Regions from separate parts of the Zea mays genome. Here regions 1 and 2 are each linked to region 3. A link is a contact called in public Hi-C data. All regions are on one chromosome and are shown on one strand. The core of a region is the stretch at or near the end of the contact, and the rest is flanking DNA. Distances in the headings are between cores, read along the strand shown. Region 1 holds the start of LOC103650301 (CSC1-like protein RXW8). Region 2 has its middle 25 kb from the start of LOC109945262. Region 3 holds the start of LOC103650303 (short-chain dehydrogenase ptmH).

Evidence for each region. Hi-C and Micro-C count contacts between places; a contact is called where the count stands out from the background.
Region 1: a contact with region 3 is called in a Hi-C map of tassel, with 3 times the contacts expected there. The contact joins the promoter of LOC103650301 here to the promoter of LOC103650303 in region 3. A contact is called at or near these places in 6 of 25 Hi-C or Micro-C datasets (ear, leaf, tassel and 1 more).
Region 2: a Hi-C map of ear shows a contact between it and region 3, with 6 times the contacts expected there. The contact joins the enhancer-like site here to the promoter of LOC103650303 in region 3. A contact is called at or near these places in 3 of 25 Hi-C or Micro-C datasets (ear, endosperm and tassel).

What each region holds. Positions count from the first base shown.
Region 1 is chr3:107,856,626-107,860,616 of Zm-B73-REFERENCE-NAM-5.0, forward strand. LOC103650301 (CSC1-like protein RXW8) reads left to right here and starts at 2,320. Exons shown (of 12, transcript XM_008675906.3): 1 at 2,320-2,553; 2 at 2,631-2,695.
Region 2 is chr3:107,448,632-107,452,501 of Zm-B73-REFERENCE-NAM-5.0, forward strand. No RefSeq gene overlaps it. Among protein-coding and RNA genes, the nearest start is that of LOC109945262, 25 kb to the left of the region's middle. Within about 2 kb of position 1,805, at least 15 of the 20 cell types and tissues checked have an H3K27ac peak or open chromatin away from gene starts, as enhancers often do. A contact at or near this core is called in ear and tassel, where this site is marked.
Region 3 is chr3:107,621,792-107,625,878 of Zm-B73-REFERENCE-NAM-5.0, forward strand. LOC103650303 (short-chain dehydrogenase ptmH) reads left to right here and starts at 1,481. Exons shown (of 1, transcript XM_008675909.4): 1 at 1,481-2,635. The coding sequence starts at 1,528. The coding sequence ends at 2,397.

The sequences.
Region 1 (3,991 bases), core at 1,070-3,569, 240 kb after region 3:
GCCAAATGGAACTGGACAGATTAAAAGGCCATCCATAACATAGATGAAGTCGAAGCTCATCAACAGTATAAACATAAAAGAGATATGGCTTCTTCAGCAAATCAACCAAAGCCTATGCTTCTGTGCGAAGACATAGCCGAGCAGAAGGTGTTGTTGGGGTCCCAATTGTCCGATGAATAAGAGAAAACTCTGTTAAAGTTTCTGTTCAACAATAAGGATGTTTTTGCTTGGTCAGCTAACGATCTTTGTGGTGTCAACAGAGATGTCATTGAACACTCACTCAATGTAGATCCTGCTATTAGACCAAGGAAGCAGAAACTTCAGAAGATGTCCGAAGACAAAGTCGAAGGTGCAAGAAATGAAGTCAAAAGACTACCGAGTGCCAGAGTAATCAGAGAGGTGACATATCCAGAGTGGCTAGCCAATACTGTGATGGTGAAAAAGGTCAATGGAAAGTGGAGGATATGTATTGATTTTACGGATCCCAACAAGGCATGCCCAAAGGATGAGTTCCCCTTGCCAAGAATAGACTTCTTTGTGGACGCAGCAGCCACTTCGGAGCTCATGAGTTTATTGGACTGCTATTCAGGCTATCATCAAATCTGGATGAAGAAGGAAGATGAGCCTAAAACAAGCTTCATAACCCCTAGTGGGACTTACTGGTACCTTCGGATGCCCGAGGGGCTCAAGTGTCACACCCGGATTTAAGGGACAAAGCCGCGTGCGTCTTATATGTGCGCCAAGAAAGAACAACACATATAATAACAGAGTGCATAAAGATAGTGTCAACACCCGGATTTAAGGGACAAAGCCGGGTGCGTCTTATATGTGCGGCAAGAAAGAACAACACATATAATAACAGAGTGCATAAAGATAGTGTCAACACCCGGATTTAAGGGATAAAGCCGGGTGATCTGGAAAATACCCGGAATTAGGAACAAGAATTTTGTGGCTTTTGCTTTTTTGTGTCCATTGTTGAGGACACCAGTAAACAAAGTGTATGTGCTATTATTGAATAATTTTGTTGTTTACATAAACAATAGCATGAACTCGTGACTCCGTTTGTGATGCTTGATAAGATGGTGTCTACAATAGTTTAATTTGGTTTGTATCAGATTAATATTATTGGTTGTTTGGGTGATTGATGGTAATATGTGTTGCGTCTTTTTATGTATATGTTTTACTAATATTTTATCGAATAAATTTGTGTGTCGTCCTGTTGGTTGTTATACATGATGTAGGTGTTTTCAATACATGTATGTTTATATGTAAAATGTGTGCAACTAATATATATTAAAATTGAATAATTTGTGTGCCGTCGAGGCATTGTACTAGTAAATTATAATATCTGTCATTTAAAGGCTGCCAAAAAAACGAACGATTGTATGGCGATAAACCTTGTATACGTGACACATATGGCAGGTATTGATCTAAAACAGGCGATACACACATTACGATTGTATAGCGATAAACCTTATATACGTGACACATATGGCAGGTATTGATCTAAAACAGCCGATACACAGATTTTGTTACTCTAACAATGTAAAATGGAAACAGATAAATAATCCTACGTGTTGATACGGGCCGGGCGAGGCCTGCCTTTTCGACTGTGTGAAGGCACGGGAGTTAAATATCGTTGGTAACAAATGGTGGGATTTGATTTTGTGGAGAAACGAGTGGATGGACGGAATTGGACAGCAGTCGATGAAGAAGCAAGGAAGGAAGGGTCGCTGTCTAGTTTGTCGTGGCCGTAATTCTTGTGGTGGTTTGCCTGCTACTACTGCTTTTTTTCCGTGAGCTGAGCTGAGCTGGTCCTCGTCGTGCCGTCATCGTTCTCCAATCTTCCATGCCTACGCGTCGACAGGTCGGCGGACCGCGGCCGCTGCTTGTGGGCGCCGTCGCGCCAAACCGCGCCCACCACGTGCTGCCTACTCACAACTTTCACGGTGCCAAAATGATGGATATATGTGTGCAGCACGGCTCGCCGGAGCCTGGCCAAACACATACGTTCACACGTATCCACATATAGGTAAAAGCCTCTGAAAAAAACGTAAACTACACCACGCATACCACCTGATGGCATCAATCAAACATATACAGACACTTAGTCAACATATACGATCAGCCAGGCTACCCACAACCAAACACACGCAAACTGATTATTACCAAGAGATTTGAACAGGCACCATAAGGAATTCGTTTGCTTTTACTTAATTATATGCTTTAATGAATCCACACCTTTATTTGCTATATAATTAGTTTATTACCAAATTGTTGCAGTAGAAACAAGATTACATGTATAAAAAAAAACAGACTCCCTTCGCTGTCTCGTCTTCCCTGGGCTCTCTCTCTCCCTGCAAAAGGGCCAAGGCAAGGATTCTCGTTCTCCTCCAGGTTGGTTTGGATTCCTGTTCTGTTCGCACCGCCTCCGCCTCCCTCCCTCCCTCTCCCCTTCCGGACTCTCTGCTCTCCTCTGCTGCTAGTCCATCCATTAATCTCCTCTCCTCGCCATCGCCGCACTCACGCTACGCTTCCCTCCTCAAGCCCGAGGTACAGTATCTATTCCCGCTCTCTCTTTTCTTCTTCTTTCTCATAATACCAAACCAAACCATGCTCTGCTCTACTAGGGCTTCTCCGGGAAGGAATCGCCGCGCCGGGTTCCTGCAACGCCCCGCCCTTTGCGCACCCGGAGGTAACTGACGCCATCTCCGTTTCCTCGTCTCCTCCTGCTGCTACTAGCCTACTACTACTACTAGTCTACTCCGGCCGCCGTGGCATTCGCTTGCCGCGCCGAATCCACCTGCCTGCTCTTCGACTAGTTCGGTACTACTTACTTCCCCTTCGATTCATGCCGTTCTGCCTGCTCCCTCTTCCCTTCGCGCATTCGCTCGCCGCTCGCCCAAGCTCGCAACTTTTCGCTTCCTCTCCAATCTTCTTCCTTCTTCTGCCCTGCCTATCTACTACTTCAGCTCGGCGGTTTTGGGCCGCCGGACGCTCGGAGGTAGGCCGCGATTGCTGTTTTTTTGTCCTATTAAAAAAAAATCTTTTGACTACCTCCGTTCGTTCATTCATTCACAATATGACAATAGGCACTCGAGTTTCCTTCGTTCCTTTTTTTTACACCACAAACACACACACCCACAAAATGTGCAACATTTTTTGTGCCAGCAAGCAATGATTCTGCATCGCGTGGTTGCCCTGTGTTGCTCATGATCGCACGCAAGACTGTTCCACCTATCAATCAATGGAACCCCCAGCCGAATCGAATCTACAACTTGAGTAAAGTAATGGCCTTCCCCTGCCCTCATCGATTCTTCAGCCTTCACGTCTCCCTCTCTCCTATATTCATTCTTCATGCTACCGCCAATAATCCACAATTTTGGGTGCACTACCGACCGACTCACTTCAGCTTCAATCTTACAATTTGTAGTCGATGCAGACCTTGTGCTGCAGCCGAGTACTTATTTGTCAGCATCAACCTTTGTTTCCCTGCCAGTAATGCCTGACAGTACTTATTCGTGTTTAAGTGCCAAATAACTAAGATTTTATGCTGCTGAGGTTGATCAGCTTAGCACTTCACCTGTTACCACTATTTACCGTCCTTCCAAGATCTGTAACTAAACTGGGCCAGTGTCCACCTGCTACCACTATGTATAGCCCTTGTGGATTTCTGCAGCTGCAGTTTGCTATGATGCTCGTTAGCAGACGAAGGCAGGAAAAAACGAAGTAGATCAACCAACAAATCATAGAGCACGACACACAGATTTACGTGGAAAACCCTTCAATGCGAATGGAAAAACCACGGGCACCAGACAGACGAAACCTTCACTATATGTGGAGTGTTTATAGAATGCCGTTCGTAGACGGCGGCTTACAAGAGGAGTAAATAATGACGACGCGCAACAGACCCTAATTAGGGTCACTAATATATTCGAACATACGCTCTGGCCTAAGCCTCCCGGCGACGGGCCTCCATATGCAGAATTTG
Region 2 (3,870 bases), core at 555-3,054, 170 kb before region 3:
TGGTTCTCGTTTGGTCAGGATTGTTGTGCGTTCTGGGTCTTGAATCAGGCCTGCGTGCCTACCTGAAACTTGCAGGTTCCTCCAATATGTCTGTCATGTCCGATGATTTTGTTTGTGTGTGTTTGGATGCTGCCTTCGTCGGTACTGTATTTCTATTATGAAAGTAATAGAAATAGGGAATCCCCTTATTAAAAAAAACTTTGAGTTTTTACCTGATATGGTATAAATAGAACCATCTGGGTACTTATTTGATAAGAAGTTAAGTATCTTTCAGCTTGGTTAGCAGTTACACGATAGAAATCCACAATATCATCAACAAGATTAGCTTTCTCCAGCCTCTGTCTAATGCCATGAACTATGAATATATCATGACTGATGAAAAAAATGAACTTGTAATCTATTATTCTTATCAGAACGCACCTCGTCAGCCACGAAGGCTGAGGCAGGGTCCATCTTCACCACCCTCGTACCCATTTTTAGCATTTTCCTTATCATTGTCTTTATCCTTATCCCACTTGACAAAATGGCGTAGTCTCTCAGTTTGGATTTATAAACTTTATTTTTATGCGACACGGTCTAACAGATAACTTGGGACCAATTTCCCATGCATGGATCTCCCCGACTCCGGCTGCTAAGATTTTCATGTGGATCTTTCAAGCTGCCCCTAATAGCCTTGAGGGCATCAACTTCAGAGCAAATGAACCAAGTTTATGTTAAATCATTTTACTGACATATTGCTGCTGCAAGGCAAGTTAACATTATATAATTCCATTCTCTTTTTTATGTTGCTTAAATTCATTTTGCTGACATATTGTTGCTCCCAATGTTTCTTTCCTGATGACTGATTAAGGGCATCATCATCCCACGTTTAATTATGAATGCTAGGGTTGAGGAGATAATGAGAATATAGATCATGGACTCCAGATAAAATTTATCTAGTTCATTAGTTGAATTGTTTGACGAGATGCGGGTAGATCTGAGCGTCAATTACTGAGAGTTGTTTCACTCGCGTGGGCTCTCTACGGCGACGCGGACGGTCCGCGGCTTAGGGTCAAACGGTCCATGACCTAGACAGCAGGAGCGGGTTTCCTGTGCCGTGCCAGATGGTCCGTGCGTGCGCAAGGCGGAGGCCTTCGCCAATGACACCTGGATCTCGCCTCTAGGAGGGACTCGTCAGGGGGAGAGATCCTAGAGTTTGTCTTGAGATCGACAGGCCACTCAAGGCGTCTTTAGATGACGTAGAGTCGTAGAGAGGTGAAGATATAGATAAATAAGGTTACATTACTTGCTACTTCTAGGATAAGAAAGTAAAGAAATTGATAAACGAGTTGATTGGTTCGATTGGTTTTGTCCGCAGTCGAGAACCGTAGACACTTTTTACTTGAAAAAATCATTATTCTCTTCTCCAAATTCTTTATCTCTACCCCTATCTCTAGTCAGTTCTACACCCACCTCACTACTATACATATGTTCCCATTTACGGTTAAACCATAATTTAAAGGTTGTTTGCATGTTCGTACATAAGACTTGTTGCACAACAGGGGTTGGCTATTTATGGTCATTTATCATTCGTGACGTCTAATAGCATTTCTTAGTGCTATTGGTTTATATTAAATTGCATAATGCCCTCTTTCTGGTTATATTTGTTTGTTATATTGTGCTACTTGCACCCAGTGCATGGAACTTTCTAACGTCGCTGTACGTCATTGGCCTTGGGCGACATCATCAGACAACGTAGCTAGGACGGCCCAGTGGACCCTGCCGTGGAAGAAGCGGCTGCCCTGGGCCCTGGACGTAGCATTTTCAATTGCATGCGAGGTTGCGTCGTCGTCGTTGGGGGCCTTTAACGAGTCCGGCCTAGTCTGCTATCCACACCAGATAAATGTTCGGCTTTGCGTTCTTAACCCTTTTTATTTTTTAACTCACCTGTTTGTCATGAAACCTATTTATAGTTATTTATATAGGGGAACAACCGCATATCTTCTTAGATATATAAGGGTGCAAACGAGTCTCCTAGTTTTTTAATCATGATCTAACTGTACTTCACATTTAACACTTCAATTCTTCATCAGCTCATACAACTTTTATAAAAAAAACTTAAACTATCAGGAAAGTAAAAGAGTATTGCACTCGTCTTCTTGCTTGGTCATAGTCAATCCTTGGAAGACTATAATACTATATGCCATTAAATTTACCGTGAACTTAGTTCAATCAACGAGGTAATTAAGACATTTTTTTTCTTGCCGATTGTAACTTTGGACTTTTTTTTAATCTTGTGTAGCTGAAACAACTCATGTTATGGCTGGTTTGTTTTTTTCACAGATTCAGAACTATAATATATATATGATATGATTGTCTCCCTCTGCTGCAAGGCAAGTTCATCATCCAAAGTTAAGGCAAGCAAGTAGCCTGTTGAAGTGAAGATGAGAAAGATGAGGGAAGCTCCCAAGCAAGGAGCTGCTAGCTGCTGTGTGGACACCTGGCACAAACATCGCCTCTCGATCAGTTTATCCTCACTGTCCTGCAGAAACATGGATCTGGGACTTCAGATCTCCCCGGTCGCCTAGATTCTCGGCCAGCAGCTGAAGAAGAAAAAGGCTTCCGCTTGCCGCTTTACTGTATCCCCCTAATCCTGAGGCATCCACTCCCAGACCTCGCTAGATCCATTCCCATCCCTCATCGCCGGCACTCTCCCGTCTCCAGTGCATGCTGTGATGCCTGCACTGCACAGCACAACAGCGAATGAGCTGCATGCATTCTGCATCATTCAGAGAATTTCAGATACAGACACGAGGTCACAGGCTTTGCAGCCACTACCGGAATCGCGTTCTTTGCCGAGTGTCTAAAACACTCGGCAGAAGCTATTTTACACTCGGCAAAGGCTTTGCCGAGTGTAACACTCGGCAAAGAACACTCGGCAAAGATTTCATCGGCAAATGGTTCTTTGCCGAGTGCTTTTTTTCGGACACTCGGCAAAGACTTTGCCGAGTGTCAAAAAGCACTCGGCAAAGAAAAACACTCGGCAAATTAAGAATCGAAAAATTTTAAAAAAAACAGCAAAACATTTTTTAAATTCTAGGAACAACTCTCCAACCCTACCCTATTACCTTACCTGTTGCCCTATCATTTTTCACTATTATTTTGAATCAAACTTATATGTTTTGTAAATGGTGAGATTCGAACTCGCAACCTCTCTCTCGCCGAGTGTTTTATTTTACCGAGGGTTTTTTGCGTGGCACTCGGCAAAGAGCTCTTTGCCGAGTACCCGAAATAAAACACTCGGCAAAGAATATGACACTCGGCAAAGAGCCAAATTCCGGTAGTGAGCGCCTAGCTAGCAGATTGCGATCCTAATCAGTTGACTAGTTGAGACGTGTCTATAGAGTTCAGGTGATTGTTAATGATACAATCGGGTTTTTGTTGAGTTTGTGGACTAACATTAACGTCAATGTGGTGTAATATAACATGTCTTTTGGCTTATGATATACGTAGATATGTATAGCATAAACACAATCGACGGTGAAGGTCAAAGCAGGCTTGTCCCGATAGATTGGGGGACCAAGCTGGACGGGATACTAACCGTGCATGTCTGACACTTCAGGACAACAGCAAATACAAGTATATATGGAGTAGTAGACTATGTTGACAAAGTCAAGCGGGAGCGTTGGACGACTTGGTGATCGAACGATCGAGAACTAGAGGTGACACGTGTCAAGATTATGGAGTGAGCGTAGAGGATATGCTACTCCAGAGTGGTTTGGTTTCAACGTCAAAATCACCGGATGATGATTTTATGGTTTAGATCTCAAAACCCGTTTGGAGTTACATCAGGAGTGGGTGGCAGTATGTGGAGTTATCACGAATCTTGTG
Region 3 (4,087 bases), core at 231-2,730:
ATCACATAGGGAAATCGCCAACTTGACAATCAAAAAGCTCGGCATAGTGATTGGAAAGCTCATCAGGTCCATTAATAGCGAAAATCTCATTTTTCAAGAAATTGATTTTCATCCTTGACACCATTTCATATATATATATATATATAACAACGTTAAGTTCTTAGCTTTTTCCAAATCATCTCCAATGTAGATGATGGTGTCATCCGCATATTGTAGGATAATCAAACCAGGGGGAACAATGTGCTTACCCTGCCCACAAATAATCCCATTATCTCGAGCTTTGTCACTATAGTAAATTTAAAACTAACTTTCTTCTCTTCCAAAAAGCATGCTGAAAAACTTGTGAACACCAGGATCCACACGGTTAATCAGACTGGGTGGAGAATATCATCGTCTACATCAACCACCTTGATCAATCCACCGGAAGAGTGCACATCTATTGGGGATGTTATTTTCAAGCAATGAGCATGTATTACATCTCTTGGGGATGTTATTTTCAAGCAATGAGCATGTATTCCCATTCTATGACAGAACCAAGCAGGGAGGGAGGGAGCCACTACAGTCAAAAACTCTAATCATCCGACCATTCTTCCCTCTGCTCCAAGGCTAGTTGACTACACCGAGGAGGCTTTCACCGATCTAAGGTATCGTTTGGTTCACATGTTTCTACGTGATAAGTAACTGATAATGGTAAATCATGTTTGTTTAAGTTTAATGTAACCAGATACTACATTAGAAAGTGATACTGGTTACCGTACCTAGAGGTCCATCGAATAGTCCGGTTCTTCTGAACCAGTAGCGCATGGTGCTTCGGTGGGCAACGACATTACTGAACCTCCTTGCACAAGTTCAGCCAGACCAACACCAAGCTCAAATCTATAGTTTACCTGCACAACTGAAACCTCCCCTCAACCAGTTGGTTACCCAATGCGTACTTGACTGAGAGATAACATCACCACGCCAAAACCAAGAGTACATTGATGGTACTATACGCTACACTAACAAGTCTGTAGGTGCAGTTTCTGTCAACGCAACCTCTGTAGAATTCTGACAACGACAACCATCGTGCAGCCTGTGGAGCCAACGATTGACTGTCGGTGGTCAAGAGGATGTGTTGTCTGATTCAGCCCTGTGGTGTGAGACATCAATGCCTCTGCTTCTGCTTCTGCTTCAGCCTGCACAGGTTGTTCAGGCAGTACAGTGCAGGATCTCGCCGGCCGCCGCGGAAGATCGACGGAGCAAGAGAAACACCGGGCGGAGCTCCCAAGAAGACGAGGACAGCAAAACGCAGACGCGGGGCATATCCCTCCTGTATATTCCTCACGACGGACACCCCAAATACTACTGACCAACGCTTAATAATAGTTAGCCATATGTAATCTTCGTTATAAAAAAATAATATAACCCAATAGTTGTCCTCGTCCGTTTGCACGTACATAAAAGGACGCCATTCCGTTGCTTGCAAAGTTGCCTACGTCCTGCGGCGGTCTCCCAAGCACGCACCCGCACTCGCAGTCACACCGCCTCATGGCGACCGACGACGGCGAGGGCCAGCAGCCGGTGGTGCTCATCACGGGGTGCGCCAAGGGCGGGATCGGGTACGAGTACTGCCAGGCCTTCGCGGGCCTCGGCTGCCGCGTGGTGGCCACCGACATCCCCGACCAAGTCCCCGGCCTTGCCGCCGACCTCGCGGGCACGCCGGCCGCGGAGGCGCTCCCGCTCGACGTGACCTCGGACGCCAGCGTGGGCGCCGCCGTCAGCGACGTGCTGGCGCGGCACGGCCGCCTGGACGTGCTGCTCAACAACGCCGGCGTCGGCTGCACGGGCCCGCTCGCGGAGCTGGCCCCCGCCGCCGTGTCGCGCGCGCTCGACGTCAACTTCCTGGGCCAGGTCCGCACCGTGCGCGCTGTGGCGCCCCACATGGCGGCGCGCGGGTCCGGCCGCATCGTCAATGTCGGCAGCGTCGTGGGCAACGCCGCCACGCCCTGGGCCGCGCCCTACTGCGCGTCCAAGGCCGCCGTGCACGCCGCCACCGACGCGCTCCGCCTCGAGCTCCGCCCCTTCGGGGTGCACGTCGTCAAGGTCGTGCCGGGGGCCGTCAGGTCGGGGCTGGGACGCGCCAACGCCGCGCACCTCGCCTCCCACCAGGAGTGGCGCATGTACCGGGACTTCGCACCGGCCATCGAGGAGCGCGCGAGGGCGTCGCAGACGGGGAAGGCCACGGACGCTGCCGTCTTCGCCAGGCACGTGGCGCGCCGGGTCATGAGCGCGCGGCCGCCCAGGGAGATCGTCTACGGCAACATGACGCTGCTGTTCGCCGCGCTCGCCGTGTCGCCTGCGTGGGTGCGCGACGCCTTCTTTGCCAACCGCTTCGGGCTCAACAAGAAGCAGCGCTAGTTCATCACATCACTAGCACGTGTTCTTCTTGCGTTGGCCGATCCAGTTCTCCACTCCGCCGAATAACCGACGAGTCACCCACACCCGGCCACCCTGCATCTTCATCATCTTCTTTTCTTTTCATTTGATATGAAGTAAGCAACCAAAGCATGAATCTTCTTTTACTACTAGCACCTGTCTGTCAACGAAAAAACGCTTAAAACATCAGCATTCGTTAACAATTGTGCTGTTCTTTCAATGATTTTATTTCTTTATTCTTAACTTTTTTTATAATATTCTCCCTTTTAATTAAGAACACATATTACTGTCCTCAATTCCGACATTTGTTCGCATAATTCATAAGAGCATCTTAAAAATCTTTCTAAATGTACTTTCTAAATTATCATTTGGAGAGACATTTATATAAAAACTATTTTCTATACTATATCTTTCTAATTTCCAATAACTTTTCTAGTTATTTTTATATCTTATTTACACTGTAGAGAGTTATTCACGTTTTTCTATCTTTAGCCCGTGAGAAATCCAGAATAGAAAATGATTATATTTATATAATCATTTAAATAAGCTATTGGAAGACATTCTTTTGCAAAAATCTTTATTCATATCAATTAGAAAAAGAATATACTCTCCAATCCTGAAAAAGAAGTTGTTTTAGACAAGGTTTGAGTCAAACTTATAAAACTTTAACTACTAGTAATTGTTTTGTTATTTAGTTTTAAAATCTAATAGTCATATATATATAGATTTATCTTAAAAAGTACTTTTAGAAAAGTATAAATATATTAAGATTTTATTTGTATTTTAACAAAAAACATTGGTCAAAGCTATATTTTAGATATCGTGTCGATGTCTTAAACGACTTGTATTTTGAAACCCGAGGGAGTAGAGAGTCTCTTGGAGTTGCTCTAATACAACAGTTAGATCAAGCTTAGGGGGTGTTTGGCTCCATCCAATTAAAGATTAGTCCCTATCACATCAAATGTTTGAATGATAATTACGGATTTTAAAAATAGTCTAATTATAAAGACTAAAAGATGAGACGAATTTTATTAAAACTAGTTACCCCGATATTTAATACTTATGATTGATATTCAAACATTTGATTTTACACGAACTAAACTTTAGTTAGTGGAACCAAACATCCCCTTAGTTGTTGTTGGGGGAATGCTTCGTCGCCGAAGATCATGTAAAAAGAAACACCTTCGGCAGATCCTCTCAAAAGAAGTGCCGAAGCTATCATCCATGAAGCTTCGGCATAGTGGCATGTCTCAAGACGAAGAACTGCACCGACTTCAAGATGAAATGACCGATTGATCCATGAGAGTCTGTGTCATAATTGTAATCTTTTGTAAAGGGCATGAATGTAATATCTCACATGCTGTGCCCTGTGCCTATAAATATATGAATAGTACCCCCGTACTGTTCAGGCTGGCTTGTATTCACTCGCACGTCACACTCGGATTCTCGCTTTCTGTCAAGCCGAAGGTATAAATGTAATTCATATTATCCATATTTGTTCATGATTATATAATAAAAATGTCTGAATGATATCATATGATTATTCATGTTTTTTATGTGTCATATGATCTTGCTTTCCATTGTATATTGAGATGATGAAGGTACGTCCTTCATGACCTTCGTCTGAAGATCATTATATCCTAAGGGAAATAATGCTTCGAAGGATGAAAGG